Regions from separate parts of the Columba livia genome. Here region 2 is linked to region 1. A link is a contact called in public Hi-C data. All regions are on one chromosome and are shown on one strand. Each heading gives the region's core, a stretch centred on a gene start, on an enhancer-like site or on the middle of the called end of the contact. The rest is flanking DNA. Distances are from core to core; before and after follow the strand shown.

What was found. Hi-C and Micro-C count contacts between places; a contact is called where the count stands out from the background.
Region 2: a contact with region 1 is called in a Hi-C map of crop, with 5 times the contacts expected there. The contact joins the enhancer-like site here to the promoter of CIPC in region 1. A contact is called at or near these places in 2 of 2 Hi-C or Micro-C datasets (crop and liver).

What each region holds. Positions count from the first base shown.
Region 1 is chr5:24,390,457-24,397,591 of bColLiv1.pat.W.v2, forward strand. CIPC (CLOCK interacting pacemaker) reads right to left here and starts at 3,818. Exons shown (of 4, transcript XM_065063825.1): 1 at 3,745-3,818; 2 at 552-726. The coding sequence starts at 624.
Region 2 is chr5:24,549,305-24,556,577 of bColLiv1.pat.W.v2, forward strand. No RefSeq gene overlaps it. Among named protein-coding and RNA genes, the nearest start is that of LRRC74A, 24 kb to the right of the region's middle. Within about 2 kb of position 3,462, at least 3 of the 3 cell types and tissues checked have an H3K27ac peak away from gene starts, as active enhancers do.

The DNA of each region.
Region 1 (7,135 bases), core at 2,568-5,067:
TGTGTTGCAGGCATTTTGTGTCTTGAAACCCTCTATGTACAAACCCAATAAGGCAGGTATCTCTCACAAAAGCATTTTCTTTCTTTTAAAGACAATCTTTGCACACCTGTGTTGACTATAAAAATACCACACCGTGTTTACATTTTACAATTACTCTCTGTTTTATCAGGCTCTACTAACAATCTGGTCAAATGGTAAGAGACATTAAACCGCATAATCCAACAGTTCATTCATCACCGCAAAGAAGAAAAACTGATTTTGCCATCCCCACTTCTAGACTTTGAAGTCTAAGATTCTTCAGTTAATTTCATAATTTTAAATTACCACACCACTCAAATTCACATGATGAACTTTATAACTACATAAAGCTCTACTCCAAAAACGTTTGATGGTGGGATGTTTGCAGATGCAACCTGTCCTGCATACAAAGGGCCCCCAGGTAAGGAGACATAAACTGTAAGAGCCAGAGTCAGATTTGTCAAACATCATCAATAAAAGCAAAGTCTGAGGAAGATAACAGCAAAAAAAGGTAACGTAGTAGTTTTCTAAACCTGAATATCCAGAATCTTTGTCAGATTCAGCTGCCGCCATGTTGAAGCGATGGTTCAAGCTCTTCATTTCCATCACTTCCTCCAGTAGTTCCTCGAGGGTCTCAATAGATGACTATTTTGTCTCCATGCTTCCATAGTGCTGCAGGCAGTTTTTAACGCCTTTTCCATTGGGCAACTAAAAAATAGTTCAGAATAAAAAGATAATTTCTCTGAGTCTAAAGAAAATTCCATCAGTATAAAATAACAAAGAAGGCCACGTTCATCCTTATGGAAATCTGGTTATCAAAGGTTTGCTGCACCTGTTAAGCAATCTGTAGAATTCTATTAAACTTCCAGCTTCACATTTGCTATGTTCATCACACATTTGAGTTATCAAAGGCTTGCCAATAAAACCAATTTACTCCCTGAAAAACTCTCTAAACTATGCATGTTTAATAACACATTGCAGAGCAGAAAAGACAGGAAACAACTCTTTGCATCAACTGACATTTTGCTTTGTAGAATCTTCTGAACTGAAATTTTATATCTGCCTTAGGCTGATTTTTTAAGTTTCAGGAAAGTTTCTATGATCCAATCTTTCAGTCCCCTGCACCAACTACAAGAAAACAACATCATACTAGGCATGACTATTGAGTCTTTTAGGGTAGGTTAAAAGATGCCAGAAAACCTACGGCACATGAAGGAAGAAAGAAATTATTTGAAGCAGAAATGTAAAACAGGTATTTTACTTCAAAAAAAAAAAAAAAATTACTAGTGCTGTGAATACCATCAATAAATCAAAGGTATTACAGAAGTACTGAAGACAGGGATGCAGCTGAGGTGGCAGAATGCACCCATCTCATTCAGCTCCTTTCTCCAGGACCTGAGCAAGTCCGAATACAGGACATGGGTCAGCCAATATTACCAAATTACCTGAAGTAGAGTAATTTCATACTTAAAATGACTAAGTAAAGTATAAGGTAGATTCATCTGGACAGGACAACGCATAAGTACTTTCTAACTATGGTATAAATTCTGTCAGACAATGTAATAATTCCTTACTGTGCACACAAAACTTGGGAAATAGGAACGTAATTTCTTGACCTGCTAAAAATGTAGTGCCCAATTCTACAAAGTTCAGCAACATGAGTAACGAAGACAAAACATCAGATAGAAAGTATAAGTTGTTATCTGTAATTAAATCAATGCCCCTCTGAGTCAAGTGGGATAGTTGTGTATCTCTTTTCACACTGCCAGTGAGCTAACTGGAGACTTTCAAAACAGAAATATCTCAAATTATTCAAAGAATGAAACTCAGATAGAAAACCAAGGCATGTTTCTCAGCCTCCCCCCAAAACAAGATAAACTAAAAGCTACTCATAAACAACTTTATTTTTTCCCCCCAATAATTAAAAGCTACTTTTATCTTCTAAAAACTTCACTATTCCAGGGGCTGAATCCCAAAACAAGTCAGTTGTACTAGGTGAAGCCAATACAACAAATACAGCTGAATCTGCAAAGCTGTGGTTTCATTAATACAGTTTGTTTCACCCTCAAAAGTAAGTCATCAGAGAAAAATAAATTCAAGTAAGCGATCAGAGAACAAGCTGGGGCTAAAGAAACCCATACTGCTCCAAGTGCAACACATACTGTACCTGCAATGCACTCCTAGAGGAGACATGGCCTTAGAAATGCCATCTTCTTCCCACACACAGAATGAGAACACTGGAAGGCTGAAACTAAAAGCTATGACAATCACAAAAATGTGTAGTTACATTATGGCCTCCCACACTACATACTTGTCACAAGGTTCAGCTGCTTCCTGAGGGTAGGCAGGATCTAGCAAGATTGAGCAAAGTTTATGCTTCCCTTAAAGAAGGTAGAGTTTGACAAACAGAAAAATGACACAATGAAGTGGAGAAATTACGTCTAATATTATTTGTAAAAATAATTTTCCTATAAAGCAACTCTTTAAAGCTGTGTCTCATGTTAGAACTGTATATTTAAATTACTCAGGAGTCTGCATCATGGGCAGGGCAGCAGCTCACTGGTGGCAGTATCCAGTGCAAGCTACTTCAAATGACATTGTAGCAGACATCCTGGAATAGTCTACCCTGAAAGGCAAGTTTCTTCTTAAGGTCCTGACAACTGACTGTTAGAATTCTGCTCCGAGATCTTGAGCCTTAGCACCTCCAGTAATGAATTCTGTAAGCCAGACAACAGTGCTGAGATGGTAGGGTGACTCTCTCTGTAACTACAAGAAAGACAAAATAATTGTCATCAGAAGAGAATTTCCTCAGTAGCTATTTGCATAACTTTTATTTTCCATCTATAGTCACACCTGTTGACCTGCTAACAGGCGTGGAACAAACATAACTACATAAGAGCAAGGTAGATGCTATCCCTGGAACAGAAAATGAGGTTTAAGTCCCAATCCATACTTTTGTTACTCATCCCTTTCTAAACAAATGTATTTTTAAAGAAAGCAATATGTATTGATGCTAATCTCCAAAAAAAAGCAGAACTAGAAACAGAAGAAAGGCTAGAAATAAGTAAACTAAGAACACACCATCTGCCAGCCTTGCATCAATGGAACCTTTGGGATGGGTGGGCTGGCACATCTTTTTCTCTTCGCTCATGGAAAACAAATAAAACCCGCAAACAACAAACCAATACCAACAGAACCACAACCGAAAGTAAACAAACCAGAAGCGCCACTCTATCGAGACGCGGGCGTGGGACCCCTTCGGCTTCCCCGCGGGGCCAAGACGCGCCTCAGCCCGGCAGGCAGGTGCTCTGCCCCCGGCCCGGCAGGCAGGTGCTCTGCCGCCAACCCCGACGCCCAGGGCCCTCCCTCTGGCCGCACCGGCGAGAGCTGACCCCGCCCGACCGCCTGCCCGGCGCTTCGCCCACACGCCAGACCCGGGCGGCAGGGAGCTCCGGAGCACAGCCGCCCGGCCGGGGTGCCCTCGCAGCGGGCCCGGCGTGAGGAGCGGCCCCCGCGCAGCCGGGCTGAGCCACCCGATTGTGGGGCCCGAGCCGCCACACGGCGAGGAGAAGCAGGCCCCGGCGGTGCCCGAGAGTCCCACAGCTGCCACCAGCGCCTCACGGCCACCGGCTCCCGGGCCGGGCCACCCCTCACCTGGCTGCGGGCCGCCACGGCTCCAACCGCACCGGGCCGCGCATGCGCGGCGCCCTACCCTGGAACACGAACCTCGCTCCCCGCCCGGACAGGCCCGCCCCGGAAGAGGAAACTTGCTGCTAGGCCTCCTGGCCGCACATGCGCACAGCAGAGCCGCCCGCGCCGCCGCCGCGCGCCTGCTGGGGGCGGGGTGCTTGCAACGCGCGTGCGCTTGGGCTGCGCGCGCAGGCGGCCGTTGCGGCCGTTGCTGCGTGTGATTCCTCGCGCTGCGCTGGGCGGAGGCCCCAGGTGGCGTCCTGGGGCAGGGGCCTGGGCGCCTCGCAGGGGGCGGAGGTGGAAGGGCAAGGGCTTCTCGGGGACACCAGGGGCAGGCTCGGCACAGCAGCCATTGCCGCAGGCCCTCGAGTGCTGTGGTGATTGGCGCGAGGAGGGAGAAGGCTGCTGTAGGTGTGCGAGGGGCCATGGATGCACACAGGGCCCGTCAGGGAAAAGGGCTTGCCAGCATATTGGCTCTAGAAGACCTTTTGAGACCCGTCCCACCACGACTGTGAGGGACATGTCAGAAAGGAGCATCTTCACTGAAAAAGGGTGTGAGTGCGCTCCTGTTGGCCTTGTGCTCTGTGGCCAGGCAAGTGTGCAAGAGCTTGAAGCTGTTTAATGCCTGGCCTGGACTTCTGAGGGGATCAGACATGGTGATGAGAGCCAGGAGTTTGAGATGGTGCTGGACTTCGCAAATAACTGTGCAAAAGAGGACCATTTTGTAGAGCTTCTTGCCAAGAATGAGAGATAACAGCAAAAGAAACCAAAACAAATCACTAGCAGCCACTTATAAAATGAGAAAGGCAGCACCAAAGAGGTCCAAAAGCTTTAAACTTGTCTCAAAGAGGGAAAATAGGACAAAGGAGGAGCTGTCATGAGTAAAGAATACCCTTCTATGTAGTGGGTAAATATGAGATAGTGAAAGAAATACATGGATTTGCTTTCTATGAACTACATATAAACCAAAGGCAAATAAGTAGGAGGAAGTGAATCCTCTGGTTCAAAGAATATGCCTAGAATAGCTATTCTTGTTCTGAGAACTGCATAAATATGACTGGCAACTACAAGTCTGTCAGAATATTTTGCATTTGGACATGAAAGCCATTTCATTAGAGAAAATCAAAAAGGCTGTATGAAGCAAAGACACATTGAATTCCCTGAACAGAAATGGATTAAATACTTTCATTGTTGTCATGGTCTTGTTAAAACACCTGAAACACGCTGATGAAAAGGATCAACATGATTTAATAAATTCCTTAGTGAAAAAGAGAAGGACCTTTAGTCTCAGCATATTCTCGTAAGTAACCTGTCAAATGCAGAACAGAAATGTCTGGTATGATGTGAACAGGCACTGTCACTTTGAGAATGTGACACAGAAGGGATTCCAGTGCTGTTAATCCGAAGTGCTGCGAGATAACGCTAGTGACACTCTTAAGATGTATTTTTGAGTATTTAAATACCAGAGTTGGCTCCGAGTTACATCTAAACAGTACCGAAAGATGTGTGATCTATAGACTACGGATTTGGATTCCTTACTGTTCAGGAGGTTTGGGTTTTGAGGAAAGCATGCTAAGAATGCTGTTGCATCATGATATTTGCTCAGGCATGGTCCTGGTTGCCTTATCCCCAGAAACAACCCTTACTGATCTCCACAGAGACCAGATTTCTCACGATGTGAAGTACATGTGGGTGCTCACTGAAAACAGCTCATCAGAGAGTGAGCAATCTGTATTTGGGACAGACAACCAGCCTTTCAGTTCAGGTGGTTCAGAACAAATTTGGACTGTGTGATACAAGACCTTCGTCGGAGGGGTGGCAGGTAGGAGAACTGAAATACTGTACTGGTTAATAGATAAGATTTCTTGGGTAGTCCAGGTAAACCTCTGTTTCAAATAAATCTTAACAACTAAATTCTCCCTGAATTCGGTCGAATTAAAAGTTAGTTTTAAATCGAGCAGTATCACCTGAATTCTCCCTGCTCCAAAATATGCCTTTTTTGTGATTTTAATATTTCTGTCGTTGTCCCTTCTCTCCCTGTTCTTTTCATTTGATTCTTCATTGATATAAGGTCTCGTTTACTGTGCACTTTCAGTGATTACTGCCAGTGGCAACAGGATGTTTTCCTTTTTTCATATGTTGTACTGTGGTTTATTTGTTTATCCTAAAGGCGAGCATTTTGTCAAATAAGTATAAGCTTTTTGTTCAATTTGCTGTTTATTCTGGTCATAGAACAAGAGAAGAGTGAAAGGAATATGGGTGAAGTATGACTGCATGTTTATTCAGTTTAGGTATTTCCACGCTTTGATTAAAAAATAAATAAATAAATAAATAAATGCTGGATCTGTTCTTCCAGGAAAAGACGCAGAAACCATCTTTCATGGCTTAAGAGGGACAAAAGCAAGTATTTATCCAATGATGCAGTTAAATAATAGGTCTTATGTGGTTACTAAACAATTAATAAAGGTGTTGATGCATGGACTTTATAAATTCTTATGGAACAAAGAATCTTTTGTCCTAACATAACAGTAGAAATAAATGTTTGGCAAACTTCATAAGTAAAGCATAGCCAGGTCAGAAAAAGAACGTCGTTTCATAATATATTATCTGAACTGGAGCGGTTAGGTGTTTATCTGAAAACACTGTGTACACAATCTTTTTTCTTCATATACTCACTGATTTGTTTTGCTATCACAGACAAAATACAGTAGTAGGTACTATATTGCATTAAGTTAGCCTGCAAATAAATAGCTTTATTCATCTCACTTTACTGAACCAAAGTCTAACTTGCATGATATTTTGATAAGTATCTTTGTAATTTCTGTAATTTTACTACATTAATAGAAGAGTATTGTTCAAATGATGCCTTTAAGTTTTCATTGGTCTCAACCAAAGAATGAATTCATGTGGATAAAGTATTTGATTCACCTTTCAGCAGAGGGGCACTAAATCTCAAACGTGTTTCCTTTTATATTTGTGTGAGCTGTGGTTTTGAGTACTAAAGCAATATTAAACCTCCAATTCTGTTTGAAAAGACATTCCACATGTGGGTTTTGTTAATAATTAATATCTTACTTATAAATATCAGAGTATGGAAGAGATACTATATGATCACCTTCTATGATCTTCAGTCTATTACAGGTCATAGAATTTCACCTAGCAGTTAACAAGATTTTTCTCTAATTAAGGTATTTTGGCAATGGCCCATTTTTCTTCTGCATTTCAACTACATTTCAACCTAGCTATGTTTCATTTTCAAAGTACACATCTTTCAGATACTTGTGTCCATCTACAACTTCATCTGTACCACAAACGTCTCCAAATTAAGGGAAGGCAGAATGAGGATAATTTAACGACTAGTTAGCTGAGATGCCATATCAAGAACAAAGCACCTTTAATGCTCTTTACCCTCTTCTATACTGTATTA
Region 2 (7,273 bases), core at 2,212-4,711, 160 kb after region 1:
GATGGCTCTCTTAGCTAGTATCTTGTGGAGATTTCCCTATGTGAGGAGAATTTTCAGCTACTTTTTTGAGGGACTTAATATCCTTTTAGAGGTGCCCAGTATTACAACGGTGACAAGCTGCAGACTAAGGCTCTGGCCCACTTACCTTTGGCATGCTGCTTGCTTTAGATCATGAGCTCTGTAGAGGTCCATAGATGGTGCCCAGGAGTTGTGATGGGTACAGAGAAGCAGTTGGGGAGGAAGAACATGGCCTGGGGCATTTTCTTTTCTGGAAAACGGACAAGTGCTGATTTTTCTCCATCACTTCTTAACATGCCATTTGGATTAGGGTGGGAATCCCATCTACATCCATTGAACAATGACCCCAAGAAATCTAGGTGTCTTCCTCCACAAACCTTTGAATCAGAGGGCACTGAACTGTTTTGTTTCAGCTAGTGAAGGCATGAATTAAGTATGTGGGACTGAAATAGAGTAAAAAAAAAAAAAACCTGCAAAGAGCAATGCCTGTAGGAACAGATTGCATTTGGCCTGCTTGCTACCTGTGAGACAAGGATCCCTATTAAAAAGGCAGGACAAACCTGCTCTGATAAATATGACCAGGTGACATGACTTATTATGCAATCTGTCATCTAGTGCAGTGAGTCACATGTGGTATCTAGGAAGCTGGTAATGTCCCAGAAGTCACTAACTTAATACATGTTTAACTGAGGTCTTGTCTTATATTTCATAGCAACTCCAACTGGACTTGCATGACAATCTAGATGAGGGTGGAGAATGCCAACATGGGCCTGAATAGAGCACTAGTAGCCCATTTAGTATACAAGATGCCTAAGAAAAAGTCAGCAGAGCATTTATATTTGTAACCAAGGCATATTTGCAAAGAAGTGATAGAGAGGTGATAAATGAGACACCATGCTACAGTTGTGTTGGCTAAAAAGCAGGATACCAGGCTGAGGGCAAAGAATGGATGTAGCAAGATGGTGGGGATGCTCTGAGTACTTTGGCTTCCATCTGAGGGCAACATTCAGAAGATGCTGCAAGTGTTGAGCTTCAGACACAAAGACTGTCTTGAGGGTGTCTGGATAAAGACAGCTAAGCTATAAGGATGCTTTATGTCCTCAGAGGGAGCTCAAATGCTGCAGTGCTGCATGCAGCCAGAATAGCATGTGCTGTGTGACGTGAAATATTTAAGTACACCTGAGCTTTGTGGAGTTTCCTGCTAATCTGCAAAGTATCAGTGTGGTGACTTGTAGTGCCAGGAGCTGGGTTAAGGGGAGTGGCTCCCTGGTGGGCATAACCTAGCTGCCATCCCACATGGGGCACGTGGCTGAAAGGCACAACCTAGCTATAAGGAAACCATGAAACGCCACACTGTCCTTTCCAAAAAAATAGATGTATCTGCCCCATCTCTGTCTTCCAGGGTCCTGCTCCTTCTTTTTCTCTAGCTATACATCCAAGGAAACAGAAATCCGCTGCAAGTTCCCTAACTTGCTCCAGCTGTGCAGAGCAGTGGTGGTGACAGGGGAGGAGTACAGCATGTCAGGGCTATGTCCTGTGCCCACGGACTGCGCTTCCCTCTGGATGACTTCTCCCACATGTGCAGAGGAGCCTCCTGGTGAGACAGTGATCCAGCTGCTTCAGGTGATGCACATGTGACCACTTGAGTCTCTCCTGGAAAACCTCACGCCTTCTGTACGGGTTGCTCACACCCATCCATATGCATACACATGTAAACAGCATGATACCACACTAGCACAATTGAGACCTATGATAATGGCAACAAAACATGAAAGCTTCTCCTCTCATGCATGTTTTTCTGGATTGAAAGAGCAGGGTGTGAGTCATTGAGTGGATGGGAGAGGGGTAGGTGTTCCTTCTGTCAACTTAGCAGACCTGCTTCAGCACTGCTTGGCCCAGCCTTGGCAAGGCATCTGCGCTGCAACTGCTTGTTTGGAACTCAAGAGCTTCAGGTCACTTTTGGCTTGTGGGGGTGTTCAGTGCTGCTGGCAATTGTTACTTCCTTACACAAGGCAAACAAAAAGCCCTGCTGCACCAGCAGAGTCACCTGCTGTGGTTTACCCAGTGGAAAGCAGTGGGCAGTGATGGCTTGGCTGACGCATGAGAGCACTCCATGCAGCTCCATGCCTTTTGGGGTGATCAGGGACGGTAGAAATCATTCAGAGTGCGCATTAGCCAGTTTTCCTCTCCCATATATGTACACACCACCTTAAATATGGGAACTGTCTTCCTGCCCGTCTTGTGGAAGGAGGTAAATGGGAGTGCTTGTAGCTGTGTGATTTGCAGGGCACAGGAGAGGGACATGCTATGTTCCTTCCCTCCCAGGCCAGCTGGGAGCGGGGTGGAAGGCTCTTGGAGTGGGGAGGAAGAATTACCCGCTGAAGATGACCAGGAACTGTAAGGGCACAAACTCGTGCCCCAAGCGTTTTGCAAATGGCCTCCTCTGCTCTGAACACCAAGAGCTTACAAGGCAAAAGGAGATCATTGCCATTTCCAGAAGAGACGGTATTTTTTTCGCCTTGTTGCAGGCAGGACCAGCTGCCTTCCAAACCCGTGACTGCAGCAGCCATGACCCCTCTGAAGAGAAATCTGAGCCCGCAAGCAGTTGTGCTGGGAGGGCCACGCTCTCACGTTTCTCTGTTTTGTTTTGGAGCCTCTGATAAGGCTTGTTTTCCTTTCCTTTCCTTTCCTTTCCTTTCCTTTCCTTTCCTTTCCTTTCCTTTCCTTTCCTTTCCTTTCCTTTCCTTTCCTTTCCTTTCCTTTCCTTTCCTTTCCTTTCCTTTCCTTTCCTTCCCTTCCCTTCCCTTCCCTTCCCTTCCCTTCCCTTCCCTTCCCTTCCCTTCCCTTCCCTTCCCTTCCCTTCCCTTCCCTTCCCTTCCCTTCCCTTCCCTTCCCTTCCCTTCCCTTCCCTTCCCTTCCCTTCCCTTCCCTTCCCTTCCCTTCCCTTCCCTTCCTTCCCTTCCTTCCTTTCTTCCTTCCTTCCTTCCCTTCCTTCCCTTCCTTCCTTCCTTCCCTCCCTCCCTCCCTCCTTCCTTCCTTCCTTCCTTCCTTCCTTCCCTCCCTCCTTCCTTCCCTCCTTCCTTCCCTCCTTCCCTCCCTTCCTTCCTCCCTCCCTCCCTTCCTTTCTTTCCTTTCTTTCCTTTCTTTCCTTTCTTTCCTTTTCTCCCTCTATTTTTTTTTTCTGAACATATTTCCACAGCCTCAAGGAAGGAATTAAAAAAAAAAGGGGGGGGGGGGGGGGCGTCTGGAATGGGAACAAGTATGTTTCAAATTACAGAAAGGATGTGAAAGGTTCAAGAATTTAAGCCCTGACTCCGCCTGTGTCTGTCTCCACCCCCCCAGAGAGCAGCTCGCATTGTGGCTTTTCCACCGCGCAGCACAATGCAGTGGCAGCGGCACCGGACCGCCCGGTGGTCCGGGACCGGGGCAAGGGCAGCGCTGGGCGGCAGCGCTGCCGCCGGCCGGGCGCCCGGCACCATGGCTGCCCGCGGCCTCCCGCTCTCTCCCCAGCCCGCTGCCTGCACGCCTTCAAGGGCTTCATCGAGCTCTGTATCAGCGCGCAGTTTGTTTCGAGCTTTTATTTTATTTTATTTATTCTTTTTTAAATCTCGTAGGGTGTGTCTGTGCAGGACTTTTTCCTTCCAGTGGTTAAGCTCTCATCCCAGGAATGTGCTGAGGACCCATTTCTGAGAGCGGAGCGCCCTCTGCTAGGTGGAAAGGGAGGAAAAGCAGGCGAAGGCGCAGCTCCCCGGGAAAGAAGCAATTTCACTGCTGGGTCCTCCTTAGACACTTGCACACTGAGAAGCCAGCAGATAGTCCATCGACACCATCAGTGTCCTCACAGTGACTCGAGGGGAGGGCTCGTAGTTCTGCTGTAAGTTATACAGCAGTGATAAACCTCTGATTCTAACTGCCCTGCTTGGACTTCTCCGCACGTGTACCCAGTGTAACTGCTCCCATACCAGCTCCACAAAGATGAGGTGGGGAGGAACCACTGGCAAAGAGGACAGTTGAAATGGTTTCATCTTCCCTCACTGGGGGAAGATCATGACTGGACCTGGTCTCAGTCCCTTATGGAGGGCCATATTCTGGAGACGTTCTCTGTCAAATGATCACTGTATCCTGTGACCCCAAATGCAAATATAGACCATCAAGGAATGCATGTACTCAGTTTCCTGAAAGGAGGATCCTGTGAATAAGGTTACATGGCAGGACGTTATTTCCTTGTCCTCCTGGGACTTGATCAGATACCCACTTCCCATGAGGCTGTGAAAGATAGCATATTTGTCCCTTGAGAGATACACAGCTAACAGCATGTCAGTGAAGGAATTAAGATCCTCATGAAGTATCTGGAACAGAGAAGGCTACCAGAGCAATCTGTCCAGCCTGCAGTGTGGGTCCAGCTGCCACCTCAGTGGCCTGCAAGGAACAGCTTGGCAAGGAATGAGCTATGGGTTGATTGCATTCTTCTGGTCAGTCAAATTCAGGATGCAATCCTTTGGCTGGCCTCTCTGGATTAAGAAACTATGAAATAGCTTCAGTATTATTGATAGACAAGGACTCACCCACATAAGAAGGAAAGAATAACTATAACATACATTTTCAAGAACTGAGATGTCCATGATGATCTTGACGTTTTCCAGTGTCTTATAAAAAACATTAGTCTCAGTTAGTCGACCTGAATCTGCTATCTCATGCTGAAAAAGTTAAATTTTGTCCATGCAAACATTCACTTCATCATATCTTTAGATTCTGTGATGTTGTTTTGACAGATCGAGTGAGGTTTTACTCAGCGAATGAATGGACAGGAGGCTTAGGCATGTCAGTACATTGTGCATGGCATGTTCCCAGTCCCATGATGCTTGATTTTGTGCATGGCTGCAGAATGCTGCTTTGCATAAGGTATATGTCCACTGATATATGCTGAACACCATTTGATATGCTCATTATATGGATGGGAGGCCACTGTAACAAAGAACTATTGATGCAAGTTTCAAAGATGAAGACTAGCATCAGTGTACCCACTTCAGTAGCCCACGAGATTTCTCCTTTGAAAATAAAGCCAAAAACCTTTAGGCCAGTTCAGCTAGACAGGTCAAAAATCTTCGACATGAACAAGCTGAGGTAGTTTGGCATATAACATTAGTCTTTATATTTACTCTGAGATTTCCAGAGATTCTAACTAGGGATGTCTTTTTACATGCAGCGATATGTTGGTTTAAGTGACGTGGTGGTGCCGAGGAAATCAGTATGAATTGAGTCTCATTCTGCTGGATGAGATCCACAATAAAAAAATGATTTCACCTGCAAGAGATCCAAAGGTTCATCTAAGCTAACTAACGCACGAAATACTCCGGTGTGCGTGCCGTGTTTTCAAAACATGTTACTTAAACAGTGTTAGTTTGTTTCTAATATTGAAGAGATCTGACAATGTCACTTGTCTGTGTCACTCTCACAAGCCAGGGAAGATGCAGAGGTTGTGTTTAGGCAGCTTTCTGCACTGTCTCATTTTGTGCTGGCAGGCTGAATTCCTGAGGTATGTTAGATGAGTCTCAGAGCTGCTTTAATTTATGCTGGCCGAACCATTTCCTTCTGCAACATTTCACAGGTGCATCCAGACTGCCCATGCTCAGTATCTACCACAGTTTATCCCTGAATTCTCAGCACGGGGATAAATGCTGCTGCCAAGCTTAGAAAAGCTTTATTGGTCTGAGAATGCTCAGAGAGACCCAGCAACAATACAAACCACAACTGCATCCCTCCACCACCCTGCTTATATGTGTATTTGGAGAATTAAAATTTTCACTAGCACTGCCAGTTTTTTGCTAGTATTTTAATTGCATCAGACTACATAGTAGGATGGAAGGTTGCATCTGGTTCCTTCCCAGAGATCAAATCTCTTTTGCTTTTGTGTTTGGCAAAGTAGGTAATTTCTATTTATCAAGCCCTGCTGGAATGGAAATTTTGGTGCAAACTCTTCAGCTGAAAGAAACCATCCAATCTCCCTGTAGGTCTTTCCTGGTGTAAAGGTACAACCTAGCTGCCATATCTTTGTTTAATGTGGAGTTTAAGTGGACACTCAAATAAATAAAAGCTTCACCTGCTGTAGGCCAGTACCCATCTCTATTTGATTATGTTGTTTTCTTACAGAGGATTTTTGATGGCTGTAGCTAATCTAGAATCTCAAAGGCGATAATTGAACAAATCAGTTTAGTTGGGCAGCCAATTCTGTGCAAACCTAAGTGGAATAGTAATGCGCTGCAGGAGATAAAGATGTTTGTGTTACATATGCAACACAACCCAAGACACTGTGGGAAGAAAAGACAAAGATAGTTAACAATATATCCATGCTACATCTCCACTCCGAAGTGCACCCTTTTCTGCAGAACAAACACAAAGCTGTAGTGAAGCACAACCTTCACTCTCTGCCATCAGATACCCCAAGATCTCATTGTTCTCTCTCCCATGTTTTCCAGTCTGGAAACTTCTCACGCCTGATCTAGCTTAAGTGGCCATACAGTATATGCCCGCTGATAAGCCAAGAGGCTCATTTTTGATCTTGTTCTGTGTCAGGTAACAATAGCTGCTGGTGATGCCAAAAAACCACTTTTTTTCCTTTTTTCTTTTTTTTTTTTTTTTTTTTGTGCAAATATAAAATCATGAGGTGTTCCCATCTCCCTGGCCTTAATTCTCAGCCTGCATTTGTTGGCATTTATATTGCATGCCTCTTAAGCTAAAAAAAAAAAAAAAGACTATAAAAGGATTTATTGGGGCTGAGGGGGAGAGAGAGGCATAGATACTGCACACTGACATAGCCAGTGAATGGTGAACACTTGGTCAACAGACCCGGAGCCGCTGAAGAACATCGTAGAAGATGACCTGTTATAAACAACAGCCCCCTCCAGAAATGATGAATAACTACACTCGGGTCTGTGGATCATGTGCAGTAACTTCAGTGGATCCAAGAGCTACTAAAGGTGTCCTGGAGCTGTGATATCTCTCTGTACACATCACAAATATGGGCCAACAAGCGATGTCAGAGTTGCTACATGGGTAGGGACCAATTGTCAGGTATCTCCAGTCCCTCAACCACGGATGCAGCGAGTCCAGCACAAAACCTTCCGCAGCCACTGCCCCCACCCCACTGGCCCCCGGGGCGGGATGCTGGAGGAGTGTCTCACAAGCGTTAGAGCGGTGCTCCCGCTGGCCCTGCTGCTCAGCCCAGCCGCAAGGGAGCCGCGGTCAGCAGCCGGGG